Regions from separate parts of the Gossypium arboreum genome. Here region 1 is linked to region 2. Evidence: chromatin contacts called from public Hi-C data. All regions are on one chromosome and are shown on one strand. The core of a region is the stretch at or near the end of the contact, and the rest is flanking DNA. Distances in the headings are between cores, read along the strand shown.

Evidence for each region. Hi-C and Micro-C count contacts between places; a contact is called where the count stands out from the background.
Region 1: a contact with region 2 is called in a Hi-C map of leaf, with 2.6 times the contacts expected there. The contact joins the promoter of LOC108478187 here to the promoter of LOC108457794 in region 2. A contact is called at or near these places in 2 of 5 Hi-C or Micro-C datasets (both in leaf).

The regions. Positions count from the first base shown.
Region 1 is chr3:103,358,460-103,361,159 of ASM2569848v2, reverse strand. LOC108478187 (phospholipase SGR2-like) reads right to left here and starts at 1,447. Exons shown (of 21, transcript XM_053025805.1): 1 at 1,016-1,447; 2 at 652-893. The coding sequence starts at 702.
Region 2 is chr3:103,158,792-103,161,491 of ASM2569848v2, reverse strand. LOC108457794 (leucine-rich repeat receptor protein kinase HPCA1) reads left to right here and starts at 1,427. Exons shown (of 19, transcript XM_017756939.2): 1 at 1,427-2,213; 2 at 2,477-2,600; 3 at 2,671-2,700. The coding sequence starts at 2,129.

The DNA of each region.
Region 1 (2,700 bases), core at 198-2,697, 200 kb before region 2:
TATTGTCTACTAATGACTTCAAAAAATTATTGCAAGAGGTGAGTTCTTTGCATTCTAGTGGCCAGAGGCAAACAGATATCTCGACAAACAATGTTCAGAGAAGGCGTTGCAACCAACTTCTCCAACATGCCTAGTTCTTTCCAGTTAGTAAGCTTGATTCTCTCTTGGGAATTCATGTTACTATTATTTAAATAAGAATTATAAATGGATAAGAAATTAAATTCCAATTCCTGAATGAACTATTCCTTCCTTGGGAACCGCGTCCAAGTGCCATCCTTGTCAAAAAGTTGATAAACCTAAGTAGTCCAAAGAGAAACAGAAAGACAATAAGACCAACAGAATGCACATTTATTGCCCCTTCAAATTGTGCACAAAGCTAACATATAAAGCATCCGTTCCACTCCATCAGCCTGCCTAGCCTGCATAGCAAATTCGTCTCAACTGGTGGCCCTCAATTATCTTCTAACTTGGTACTCATGGATTCCCGTGATCAACCACAATTCATTAAATGCACATGCATTTACTATGAACAAAAAATCTCTTTAAATGTTTCAAATGCATTAGAATTTGTAGCTTACTTTAAATGTTATCTGCAAATGGAAGCTAAAATTGCAACCTAAAACTAGACTTTGAAATTCAGCAGAAACTAACCATTTTCAGCCAAAGGAACGTCGGAAAAGTACCAGCGGACATCACCGCCATCTGAAGGACTCCTTGTCTGCGCAAGATACATCTGACGACCCTTACAATGCTCTATCACATCCTCCAATCTCGCAATGTTAGACGGCGTGTTCTTCAACAAATCCGGTGATGCTTCGTCAATTCCATTTGCCCCCACAACCGAGGGGTTTGCTAACGAATCCGCCATCTAAAATCAAAACAAATCAGAATACCTGCACAGTGTGGAGCAGGGTAAAACCCTTAATTTTTTATTAATAAATTGAGATCTAGAAGAAAGCAACTTAGATGAAGACCAAAATTTTAGGAGGTGGAAACTGAAGATATGATCAAGCACCGCCAAAGAAAACGTCAAAATATTTATGGAAATTGATGCATAAGATTCTGAATTCTCTTCCCAGCAGCTGCCTCTCTATGTGATGCTTCTTGCTGCTGCTTCTGAAATTTCAAGATAGATTGTAAGGAGTAATTCTTTCTTTGCTGCTACCAGAATTGCAGTAATAAACTGCAAGGCAAAATATGAAGACAAGGAACCATATTTTACAAGAATAATAATATATTAAGTAGAGAAATTATTTTCCAAGAGAGAAGCTCTAAGTCCAATTCTAATTCTAAAATATGGTCTAGAAAACTTTGCAAGAATGATTAGATAGGCAGAGGCAACAGGCCGAGCGACGACGATGATTCATTACTGTGGACAGAGGCAGAGCATCGAAATAGAAAACGAGCTTGATTGCGTAACATTGTTGGGCTATAATTTCTAATTCAGCCCATTGGCTTTCCATTTCGGACCGCACTTCTTAAAGCGAGTTTAACATTCAGATTGAAAAGAGTGGTCGTCTTAAAAAAAAAAGTAAATATGTATTTAAATTATATTTAATTTATTAATATTTAAATTATAATAAAAATTTAAAAATAATTTATTAAGTAATTAATATTATGGTATAAATAAACTCAAATTCCTTAATAGTATGAGATATGAAATATATAAACTTAAAATATAATAAAATTAATTTTTACCCGTATAATTTACAGGTTGATTGCATTTATAAATTAAAATGTATTAATTTATTTAATATTTTTAATAAATTTTATTAATAATGTGTGTTAGCAACAATCTTAATTACTTAAATTATTATTATGCTTTAATATTTTCAATAGTTTATTTAATAGTTTAAAACCAAGTAAATATGTATATTAATTTTAATTATAAATTTACAAGTATTTTAATATGCATTTTAAAACTATTTTTCAATAATATTTTTAAATTATTAATTTTAAACTTTTTCTATTTTTATTTTCATTTTCAAAAGTAAACATTATTTAATTTGCAATTTAATATGTTTATAAATAATGTTAATTTATAACTTTTAATAATATTTTCAAATTATTTGTAAATTATGTTTTAATTTCTTTATGATTTTTATAACATATTTAACTAAATTCAACAAAATTTTAAAAAATTAAAATTTAAGAAAATATTACTTTTGAGTTTCTTAACAGATTAAATAAAATGTGCAATTATTTTAATAAAATAAAAATCTAGAATTTATTATTATACATATTAATTTCAAAGTTTGATGAAAACAAAAAAAGTGCATAATTTAATATTAATTATAATTTTAAGTAGTTAAGTTTAAATATTGTGTTTTAAAAGTTGAAATATTTTATTTAAATTTTTGTATATATTGTTTTAAGAAAATAAAATTTTACTTTATTAAAGTAAAGAATAATAGGAAATAGAATATTCAAATTTGGTGCCAATTTGGGTTAATATGTTTCTAAATTATTTTGAATACATATTATTTCCAAAAAGAATAAAATATGATATTGAAAGAATAAGAGAAAATAGAAGATACAAAATTGTTGTTTAATGGGGCTGGATATACAAAATATAAAATAAAATCATGTTTTAGTATATGTAATTTTATAAAAACATTTGTTTACATGGATTTAAACTATAATATGTGTCAGGTATTTCAAATTTACAATTTAAGAATATTAGATAAAAAAATTGTAAAT
Region 2 (2,700 bases), core at 178-2,677:
TTTATTATTAAATAAATAAGGTTAATTATATGAGAATGGTTTAGTGGAAAGCGAAAATTCATTTTCTCATCTTCCACGTTCGACTATTGTAATAAACCATTTTTTTTCTGGACACGTGGCACTATTCCTGAAATGTATATAATGAATTAATGAGAAAATTTGGAAAATAAGTTGGATGAGGGAATCTTATAGAATCAAATTTGATAATTGAGATGGAAAATTTTTGAAAAGAATTTAAAAGTGAAAATGTAATAAAAGGATCAAATTGTAAATTTTGAAATGTTTAGGGACTAAATTATAATTTTTTATTTTTTACAAAAAGGGAAAAATAATTCCCACCACTTAAAGACTTATATTAAAGATTTATTATGAATTATGATATTTAATTGATTTATGTATCGAATTTTGAGAAAAACAGTTAAAATAAGAAAATATGATAATTTTTCCGTAAAAGGGTAATATAAAATTATATTTAAATATAATATTTAACATTCAAAATTATTTTGAACCATGAAAACTCGTATTAAGAAAATAGGCTTCAAATGAACAATTTTAAACTTAAGTTGTTGGATGTAGGCCCAAGGCTCACATGTTGATGTTGATATTTTTGTAGAGGATGAGAAACCCCCCTCCCCATCAACGCCATCTTCTCTTCTTTTTCGTCCAGCAGCAGTCATTTCTTAAGTTTATCTTTGAAATTGGAAGTTAAATTCAGAGTTAAAATTATGACTTTTAAAAATTTAATTGTTCATTTAATAATCATGTAAGAAAAAATTATGCACATTTAGTTTTCATAAAAAAAATGTGAAATAATTAATTAAATTTCCTTTTGTTACATCGATAAAGATATATATTTTTAATTTTATAAGTAAGAGATTTTGATGTGTTCTATTTATTTTAATTATTTTTTAATTTTTAAATTCACAATAAGCAATACGTATCACTAATTGATTTAGGATCAAATCATTTACCAAATTTATTAAAATTAAAATTATGCTAGTCAAAGTGAAAAATTATTTTTTACAAATATTAAATTATTTATATAATTTTATTGTATACTATTTGTATAATTTTATTGCATTTTCCGTTATCAATATAACGACAAGTGACCAAAATAGAAATGAATTCAAACATTAATGCTTAAATCAAAAAAAAAAAACACTAGCGCAATTGGGTCATCATTTGTATAATTTAATTGATAAAAAAATTTAAATGACCACATAGAAACTAGCTCTATTTAGAGTGAAATGGAATATATATATATATATATATATATATATATTTTTGGCCAGGCAAAACAATTTCCATGACCAACGTTTTTTTTTATAGAAAAAAATTGTACGAAGAATTTGACATATTTGGTAAGATATTTCATAAATATGGAACTTTATGTCTCATATTTGAGTCATAAAATAATTGGCATTAGCATGCGTTGATGGTTGAAGACTGAAGGTAAGAGCAGGGCAGGAAGGGACCCACTAGTCTGCACCTACCATGTAATTACCAAACATTGAGCTTTTTGCTTGTTTGCTTCAATGGAAATTAATGTGATCCATTCCATTTATATCCATAGCAAGCAATAATTATTGTAAAATATTCTTTCTTTTGTCTTAAACCAGGCTCAGAAATGAATTCCATTGGCCGCTGTAAAAAGTTGAGAAGGTGCTTTGTGCTAAAAAGGCCATGGTGGTAGGGCAGGCCAGGCCAGCGTAGCAAACAAGCCTATTTCTGAAATCAAATGCTAAACAGAATTTGGTCACTTTTTCCACTTTTATTTCTAATTGAAAAAGTGATGATGACTACGATGATGATAGCTTCAAACTGGCCTTGTTTAAAGCTGTGTTGGGGGGTACTTAAATTAGCTTCAAAGCTAAGGCAAATCAATTAAAGGAAGTAGTGAAAAGAAAGGGTAGGCCATTGCCAATGGCCACATTGCTCACTGCCTTGTTTCTCGTTTGTTGCTGCACCGCACCTACTCCATCATCTCAATCTCATATATGTTCGCATAAGGACAACATGCTGAAAATTGTCCATGCTTGTTATTCCTGTTTCAACATGACTGTGGACCTTCAAACTCTGCACTGAAAACCACTAGCCAATTAGCCATTGCCGACCCAAAGTTTCAGCCATGACACCCTTTTCATTGCTCTTATTCCTGCTTTTCTTTGCTGCAAATATTGCCTTCCTTTCTGCTGTTACAGACCCTCACGATGGTGATTACTATATCCTTGTTCTTCATTTCTTGATTTGGTTTTACTTTGTGTCTTCAAGCTGTTTGATATATAATATATATACACTGTTTTATAAAATGTATAGATTCTGCTTTCCAGTTTCATTGAATGTTCTTTTCTGTGATAGCATCAGAAAATTTTATTGTTAATTTCCAATGGACATCTGAGCGAAATATTTAAAATCATCATTTATTAAGTGTTTCTGTATGGTTGTTGGGAATGTAATCAAAGTGGTGCTTTTGCAGCTGCTGCTCTCCAATCTTTGAAAGATTCATGGCAAAATACACCTCCAAGCTGGGATAAGTCAGATGATCCTTGTGGAGCAGCATGGGAAGGAGTCACATGCAACAGCTCAAGGGTGACTGCACTGTGAGTGGATGGTCATATTTTGTTCGCTTCTAGTGCTCATTACCATATACTCATGTGATCTCATTCTCAGGGGATTATCAACCATGGGTCTTAAAGGGAA